Regions from separate parts of the Mus musculus genome. Here region 1 is linked to region 2. Evidence: chromatin contacts called from public promoter capture Hi-C data. All regions are on one chromosome and are shown on one strand. Each heading gives the region's core, a stretch centred on a gene start, on an enhancer-like site or on the middle of the called end of the contact. The rest is flanking DNA. Distances are from core to core; before and after follow the strand shown. Region 1 holds the start of Magt1 (magnesium transporter 1). Region 2 holds the start of Pbdc1 (polysaccharide biosynthesis domain containing 1).

Evidence for each region. Promoter capture Hi-C pulls out the DNA fragments that hold promoters and counts their contacts.
Region 1: a contact with region 2 is called in a promoter capture Hi-C map of neural stem cells. The contact joins the promoter of Magt1 here to the promoter of Pbdc1 in region 2. A contact is called at or near these places in 18 of 39 promoter capture datasets (the 3T3-L1 cell line, 3T3-L1-derived adipocytes, the C10 cell line and 10 more), 15 of 484 Hi-C or Micro-C datasets (B cells, the C10 cell line, CD4 T cells and 11 more), 16 of 115 datasets of contacts at active chromatin or transcription factors (the 230-238 cell line, the NIH/3T3 cell line, astrocytes and 9 more) and 4 of 9 other capture datasets (adipose tissue, liver, macrophages and 1 more).

Annotation. Positions count from the first base shown.
Region 1 is chrX:106,010,215-106,014,992 of GRCm38.p6, forward strand. It overlaps Magt1 (magnesium transporter 1), which reads right to left and starts at 1,588. Exons shown (of 10, transcript NM_001190409.2): 1 at 1,448-1,588. The coding sequence starts at 1,549.
Region 2 is chrX:105,077,186-105,081,604 of GRCm38.p6, forward strand. Pbdc1 (polysaccharide biosynthesis domain containing 1) reads left to right here and starts at 2,571. Exons shown (of 6, transcript NM_026312.5): 1 at 2,571-2,658; 2 at 2,769-2,834; 3 at 4,186-4,245. The coding sequence starts at 2,629.

The DNA of each region.
Region 1 (4,778 bases), core at 338-2,837, 930 kb after region 2:
TAGTTCTCAATTGGCAGATCACAACTGTCCTCAAACTACAGTTCTAGGGGATTCTACACCTTCTTTGGCCCTCCATGACGGCAGTGAGCACACACGCATGCAGCAAACACTCCAAAACAGAAAGGCTCTATCAATTTCTTCACCCAGCCAAAAGGCTGCTCACTGGATTATATCTTTAATATTTGTACATTTTTATTTTCCTCTTTGCCAACTTCCCTAATATAATGTTTTCCTTTGCTAGCTCTTCAGTGTTATTGTTTTCAAATAGGGTCTCGTGTAGCCCAGGCTAGCTCTAATTCACTTATTGGCCAAGGATGACCTTGAATTCCTGAACCTCTTTCACTACAGTGTTCTGAATACAGGCATGCCCACCATATGAGGCTTTGCTTAGTTTTTAATCTTATGAAATAATTCAAATACTCAGATAGATACAGAAATTAGTTTATTTATATAACTTAATAGCTGCAATGTTTAACTGGTATTTCAAAAATGTCCTTATAGGTTTTGTGTACTAAAGAATGCACTGGAAATGGCATTAGAGTTAATGGCTTTAGTCTACTTTAAATACAGTAATTAACTGTGTAAAACTAGGGCTGCTCTTCCTTATAAAATTAGAGGGTATAAATAATTATCACCAGTTTTTTAAAGCTCTATGAGTATATGGTTCTAAGTCACAAATGTTCAGAAACACGGGGCTAAAATCCATATGTTCAGACTGCTAAACATCAAGCTAAAAAAAAAAAAAAAAAAAAAAAAAAAGCTGGGCCGTCCCAGCTCACACCTGTAACCTCAGCACTTGAAAGGCAAAGGATTGTCATGAGGTCAAGGCCAGAATGGGCTATAGGGGGGAGAATGCTTCAAATGAAACAGAACAAAAAAATAAACAGAAAGGAATACGAATATTGTATGTTTTCTACATCTCAAAGACTGCCTGTTCCATAAATTGGGGGGGGGGGGCTTAGTTTGCTCTTTCGTGATTGGTGTCCGTCACCAAATACAGACGTTTTACACATTCTGAACGCTTGAACACGGGCATGAAACTGGCATCATCTCACTCATCTAATTTTTCCACTCCTGGGTTGACATGACAGACACATGTCCGAGAGAGCTACATATGGTCGGCAGCAGAAGCTTGCATTATTATATCCTCTGGGTAGCAAAACGAGCTCCTCAGCCCAACACCCAAAGCGGTCCAAACTCCAGGAGTGTCACTACTTGTAGCTGCACGTTCCCCAGCTGCTGGAAGCGAGGTGGTCACCTACTCCAGCCTGCTTTTGAATGTGAAACCCTACAATACAAGAAGTTGCAGCTCCCGCTTTTGTGAAGCCAACTTCCTCCCAACCGCGGACTCCAAGTCACGCCCAGCACAGATCCCTGGGAAGGGGCGAGCGGACCCTTTCTAGCCCCAAGTCGAGAAAGTCCCTGCCGCTGGCAGGCGCCGCCTCACCTCCTTCTTTCTTTGGGCAGAGGCCGAAGGAACCTTGGAAACGAGCAGCAGTGCCACCGCTGCGATCGCACACACAGACCAGAACCACCTTGGCGAGGCCATGTTCACGCTTCTCTCTTGGCGGCGGGGCGAAACTTTCTTCCAGCACGGTCCGAGGGTGGGGCGTGAGAACGGGCGAACCGAGCCCTTGCCGCTCCCCATTGGCTCGGCTCAGCCCTGCCGCTCGACCCCTCACGTGACCTCACGCTCAGCAGACGCCCGCTTTTAAAAAAAAAAAAAAAGTTCTTTTCCGATTGGTTCCCGGGAGCCAATCGGAAAAGGATAATCTGGAGGTTTCTTATTGGTCCGCTGAAAAGGCTGCACCCTTTTCCTACGTGTAAAGACATCGCGCTCAGCGAACTTTTAGTACACATGCGCAGGTTTGAAATGGCGCTGAGGTTTTTTTTTGTTGGTTTTTTTTTTTTTTGAGGCACAAAATGGCTTGTACGTTTAAAAATGGAATCATCATCTAGAAAGCGTTCCTTCCTTTAGAACTGTTTGATTTTGAGCTGGCCTAAGTAACAAAAGCCTCTAATCCACGCATTTTGAATGTGAAAGCAAGAGCATCAATTGTTCAAGGTCATCTTTGGCTCCATTGTCCGGATCCCAGGCCACCTGATTAATGTAAGATTGTCTCAAACATAAAGGAGCCCTCGTGATTTCTCCCAGCCAAACTCCCAGGTTTGGGAGGTGGAAGTGGAGGCAGGACGATTAGGAATTCAACAATTCAAGGAACCTTCAGAGTTCCATTCTAGCCAAGTCCAAGGGAACTACGTGGTCTAAAGCAGAAGCTTGCATTATACCCTCTGGTAAGCAAAATTAATTTCTCAGCCCAAACCTCAGCGCTGACAACACCCAAAACATCCAAATATCTTACATCAAAAGTGGTTTTGTTTTGTTTTGTTGAAATTTGCTCCTTTAGTATAATACTCTGGGACAGGTGCTGGAGAAATGTCTCAAGGGTTGAGAACATTTAACTGTTTTTGGGAGAAGACCCTCCCGGGACCGGCATGGTGGGTAACAGCCTAGTAGTCCCAGGAGATCTGATGCACTCTTCTGATCTTTACAGAGACCAGGCACACACCCATTGCATGTACATTCACGCTGCCACCCCCCCACACCAATCTTTTTTTCAAGCACATACTATTCTTGAAGATGGCTTAAGTACTGTTCCTATGACTGCAACTCCTGATGAAGTTGCTTTGGTCAGGGTGTTATAACATGGCAACAGTAACCCTAAGACATTGGGGAAATATAGATCAGTTGATAGGACATTTAACTGTTATTTGTAAACACATAGGTTTAATCCTCAATATTTCCTCAGTATACACACAAGCGCGTGCACACACACACACACATTATAATTTGGATTTATTTATTTATTTATTTTGCAGCACAGGGCACAGTAAAGGATTGAGTAAAGGACCCCACACAAGCTGGGCAAGCATTTTATCACAACTACATCCAAAGCCCAAGGTGCATTTATTTTGAATGTGTGGAACATACTATGTGATTATTCTTTTAGGTCCTGCTAGAAAGCAAAAACCCCACAGAATTATAATAATTCCACTATTTGGAGAGTTAAGGAGATGATTGTTGAAAGGAAAGTAACTGCTTTAAAAGAGGGACGGGCTGGAAAAATGGCTCAGTGGTTGAGAGCAGGCCCAAAAGATCCTGAGTTCAATTTCTGGCCACCACATGGTGGCTTATAGCCTTCTATAATGAGATCTGGTGCCCTCTTCTGGCCTGCAGGAATAATGCAGGCAGAATGCTGTATAAGTAATAAATAAATCTTTAAAAAAAAAGAAAGGAAAGTAATTGGTCTCCACATAAAGAGATATGAAATAAAATGAGCCTGGCGGTGCATACCTGTAATCTCAGTATTCAGGAGATAGAGGCAGGAGGATATCAGGGATTAATGCCAGTCTAGGCTGCATAGGGAGTTCCTCCTTGAGCTACAAGAGACCCTGTCTCAAACAAAACAAAGCAAAACAAGACAAAACAAAACAAAATAAACAAAAAGACAGATGAGAAGAGAGCAGAAGAGAGACAGACAGAGAGAGACACACAGAGAAAGCAATAGCCACATGTGGTGGCATACTCCTGTAATCCCTGCACTTGGGAGACTAGAGTGGGAAAATCCCAACTTTGAGGCCCACATAGGTTACATGGCGAGTCCCTGTTTCAAAGGAGAGGAGAAAGTAGGATATGAAAAAATTAAGCTGGGCCTCATAGGTCAGTTTAACTCCTACTTGGGAAGCTGGGGTAGGAGGATTACAAGTTCAATGCCTGTCTCTCTACTTTAGAGTGAGTTAACGGCCCATATGAGCCACTTGGTGTGAGCTTACCTCAAAATTTAAAAAGAAAAATTTTTAAATGGTTAAATTATTAGGTATGTCAGCTCACACCTATCATCTTGGGAAACTGAAGCAGGCAGCTTGCCAGGAGATTGAGGCCAGGAGTGGCTCCATAGTAAATTCCAAGCTAGCCTCTACTACAGGATGAAATCTAGTCTCCAAGAAACAAACACAAAAATAACAAACAAGGGGCTGGAGAGATGACTCAGCAGTTAAGAACACTGACTGCTCTTCCAGAGGTCCTGAGTTCAAGTCCCAGCAACCACATGGTGGCTCACAACCATCTGTAATGGGGATCTGATGCCCTCTTCCCGTGTGTCTGAAGACAGCTACAGTGTATTTACATATAATAAATAAATAAATCTTAAAAAATAAACAAGCATACCAAATAAGCATGGTGGTTTGAGTATCTCTGTTTTATGCTCACTCAGGTTGCTTTAGGCATATGAACTGCAGTGGTCATACAGACACAGTGTGGTAAAGAATTACCAATGGATACAAAACATAGTGGATAGAAGCTTATGCAGAATAGGATAGTCATTATGCATTGGAGTTACCTTTTTTTTTTTTTTTTTGCACACATCCCTCCTTTCCACTCAAGATACTTTTTTTTTTTAATTACAAAGGGAAAGCGGTGACTTTAAAGTGTAGAAATCTGGTATGCAGTGCTTGGATTAAATGATTAAGTTCATACTATTACTGAATGGGACATGCTAAGATCCTATACCTTTTGATAGGATGCTCTAAAAAGCAGAGTTTGATTTGTACATTATTTATCTAATCATGACACTAGAGAAGCTAAGGCAAAAGAATTGCAAATTCTAGGCCAGTCTGGGCTACATAGTAAGTTCTAGCCAGTCTGGGTTACATAGGGAGACCTGGCTTACACAGAGTTTCTTTTTTTTTTTTTTTTTTTTTATTTATTATTTATTATA
Region 2 (4,419 bases), core at 1,321-3,820:
CCGGGCGTGGTGGCACACGCCTTTAATCCCAGTACTCGGGAGGCAGAGGCAGGCCAATTGTCGAGTTCAAGGCCAGCCTGGTCTACAAAGTGAGTTCCAGGACAGACAGGGCTGTACAGACAAACCCTGTCTCAAAAAAACAAAAAAACAAACAAAAAAAAGATATTCCAACTAAGCTCCTCAAATGGCACTCAGCTTTCCTCCTGTGTCTTCTAAGTCAGTAACAGCACCCTCCTCCCAGTTTTGCTGGAAAGCCTGTGGTTCACACTAGGACCCTAATTCTCCTTTATACTCCATATCAAATTGTTCTAGAGGGCATTATTCATTCTGCAACTGTCAGTGTTGTATCATCTACCCCCTTCAAGCTGGTCTGCTTCTAATTTTGTCTTCAAGTTATAACCTTCCACATCTTTTTATTGTTTGGGGAGTCCCTTGAACTCCCCTGAGCAACAACTTGAAGGGAAGTGTCCCAATATCTGACACCAGAGATTTTTGTTAAGCAGTCTGGATTGGAGGGAGCATTGTCACTACACTTGCTGTAACTTCATTACATTTTCATTTACATATATTAATTATATTACATATTTATTTTAAGCAAACCTAAAATAATGTTTCTGTAATGGCTGTGGCTTTTTCAATGACTTTTAGTTCTCTTTATCCCCCTTCCCTCCCTTTTCATCTGGATTGCCCTCCCTCCTGCTAGATAAAGCCTCTTCAGTTTTCTAATTGCCCAATTCGTTCTCTTCACCTTGCTTTATAGCTCATTTTACCCCTTCCCCATTCTCTCCTTTAACCTTCATGGTTTCTGTGTTAACTTCAGGTTCTACACTCACCTCTTAAGATTCAGATCTAGAATCCACAAATCAGAGAGAGAAAGCATTTAGGTTGTTTCCAATTTCCAACTGTTATGAACAGAGCAGTGATGAATGTGGCTGAGCAAGTATCTGTAAAACAGGACACTGTGCCCTTTGGATAGATGTCAAGGAATAGTATAGTTTTAGTTATACAATTTGGTAAGATTTCAGCACTACAATAATAATAATAATAAAAAACTACAGTAACGGCACCAAAACAGACTAGGAAATCAACAGAACAAAATAGAAGTCCAAACATGAATGCATGTAGTTTTACAGCATTCTGAATGCATTACCCTGAACTAGAATCAACTTGAAATGGATCAAATAGATCAATGTGAAACCTGTAAAGCTGGAACTGCTATAAGAATAGATGGGTGAAGCCCTACAACATATAGGTGTAGCAAGAGACTTTTGAGCGGGACTCCATTCAATTATGAATTAAGGCAAACAATTAACAAAGAAGACCTCATAAAACTAAAATACTTGTGTACAGAAAATGGAACAATAAGCTAATAGAGAGGAAGCCCATAGTGGGAGAGAATATTTGGCAGCTACTCATCTGATAAACTATCCAGAATATAGGAAGGAAAAAAAAAAAAAAAAAAAAAGGATTCCAGAAAGCCAAGGATCCAGTTTAAAATGGCTGGAGGGAGGGGGCAGCTCCAGATCTGAATAGAGAATTCTCAGAAAAACAAAACAAAACAAACAAAAAAACAAACAAACAAAAAACCCCAAAAAACAAAAACAAAAAAACGCAAAAAACAAAAACAAACCAAAAAAGAGATGAAAAATTGGCTAAGGATTATCGTTAAAACTTTAGCATCTATAGCAATTAGGGAAATGCCAATTAAAACAACTCTGAGGTTCATGTTACCCCAATTTAGAAAGATTAAGGTCAAGAAAACAACTGATAAGAAATTTTGGTGAGGATGTGGGAATGGGAATTCTTGTTCACTTTTGGTGAGATTCCAAACTCGAACAGCTTCTGTGGAAATGAGAGTGGAGAAGTCTCAAACAAACAAATGCCAATCCAAAACAAAAACAAAAACCCCTTGACTTGTGGTTTTTTTTTTTTTTTTTTTTTAATTCTCATCTCATTAAAATTCACCGTACAAAGCTCTTGACTGCAATCTGTTCCAGCTAGATTGTTCTTTGCAAGATATTCTAATGCCTTTTCACTAATACCTCTGCCCATGCACGTTCCCTCTGTCTTGAGTCTTTCTGACCTGCTTGGTTAAGCACCCATCATGACTCAGCTCAGGTATGCTCCCACAGTGTATAATGAAGCACACCTCGTTGTTACCTCACTCTGCTAGTTCTTCCAAAACAGGTAGCAAATTCTTCTTCTTCATCCCAGAATTCCACCGTCCTGCTTCTAGAACCTTGCTTGTAAGTGGTTAAGGCGGGCGTATGTGTGTGTGTGTGTGTTTGCGCGCGCGTGAACTGGAAACACGGCACACAAGGGATTTAATAACAGCATCGTTTAAAAATGTTTTTTTTTTCATATAACTTATTTTCCCCATTGATTTATTGAATATTCTATCACCTAGGCTAGAGGAACAGTGTTGCTAGGTAACAACACGCGTTCGCTGGCGCCTGCGTGGCCCGGATAAGGCGGAGCCACCGCTTCCTCTGCAGAGGGAGGGCGCACGCAGGCGCAGACGGAGAAACTGGTCTCTGTTTCCGCCCTATTGCTTTCAGTTAACTGTGAAAGCAGCGCGCGCAACAGGTCACTTCCGGGACGAGAAAGCCGCACTTACCTAGCGGCGACATGGATGCTGCCGGCGAAAGCGAAGAGCCGGTGAGATACTACTCTGGAGTTGGTTAAATACCTAAGTGGAGATGGGGTGGTGAGCGGCCCAAGGAGTCAAAGAATCGCTCATTCAGCTCCGCTTTTTTTTTTCTCCTCAGGTCTCTGGGGAAGCGTTGTCCATCGCCCATGCGCTCTCTCACCCTCCGGAGTCATATGGCAACGACGTGAGTATGACTCACCTCAACTTCCCGCCCACCCAGCTTTAAATTATAAGCTCCTTTACTGTTTGATATCTTCAGACTTTCCCACCTCAGCCGAAAATAGTACCTTCAAGTCAGTGTAATTGTAGTACTTTAGACCACGTGAAAGTGAGTCGCTAACTTTCTATGATTTAGAAACCACCTGGGAAGCCACAGCACCAGAGGCACAACCAGATTACAGCCCACAGCAGATCAAGTCATAATGTCTGGGGGAAGAAGAGCTAAAACATAGTAGTTTTTAGAGAACCTTTAAAATGAATGATTGCACTGCGCGGTAAAGTGGCACCGGTTTGTGGTGTGTGTCATTTGGACCTCTGTACAAATGTCGGGAGATAAGGGAAGAAAAAGACGACAGAGATAGCAGTCAGGATGTAATGTGTACTAGATGAGTGGTTCAAGCAATAGGATGGAAAGGGCTTAGCAGGAGAGATTTTTAAGGATGGAGGCAGTAGATTACATCTGGGAAATGTCACTGGAACTGGATCCTCAAAGTATAAGTGGACAGAAAATATAGATTCAAAGGTAGGAAAATGTCTTGGTCTAAGGTGGGAGGTGCATGTGTAGATGGATTTTTCTGGCATCATGAAGGGGACAGCAGGCAGGATGAAAAAGGAAAGTCCAGTGGGTACTTGTTCAGATATGCTTATATATAATTTAGCTACATCATTTGTTCTGGAGTTTTACAGAATGGAAAATTGGCTATCTGATAAAGACAAATGATGACTATAGCATTGCTACACTCAGGAAAGTGAAAAATAGTTTCACATGTATTTTTGTCCTCCCAACAACTCTGATGTATGTAAGTGGGTATATTAATGTAAGTTACGTTTAATTTTTTATATAATACAATATATATTACATATGTAATGATAAATTGTATTTTTATTTCATTTAGTATAATAGTTATCACTTGATGCTGGAGAAAAAGATGTCCAGTAGTTCATTGGGTTTTTTTTTGTTTGTTTTTGGTTTATTCAAGACAGGGTTTCTCCGTGTAGCCCTGGCTCTCCTGGAACTCACTCTGTAGATCAGGCTGGCCTCGAACTCAGAAATCTGCCTGCCTCTGCCTCCCAAGTGCTGGGATTAAAGGTGTGCGCCACCACTGCCCAGCAGTTCATTGTTTTTGTTATTCTGTATTGACAGTTTCTTTTGGTCACCGTTGGGACGAAAGATTTATATCGCCAAATCCACTTATTCAGTTTTTATCCCTGACAGCAACATTTTCTGTAGACTTCTTGAGATTTAGCAAGATGTCTTAATTTCTTATCCTTTGCAGGACTGAGATTTCTGAACTGATGTTCTTTCTCTTTTACAGCCTGATATTGAAATGGCTTGGGCCATTCGAGCAATGCAGCATGCTGAAGTCTATTATAAAGTGAGTTGTCATCATTAAGCTGAAATCAGTATGTAATTTTAGTGTATGATGCTATGCTAATCACGGTTCTCAGCAACGTAAATTGTTAAGTTTTCCGTGTTGTTTTAACTACCGAACCCAGGGAACAAGGGTAGAAATGAATTTGATGATGAGAAGTTCTGCTTGTCTGCCCCC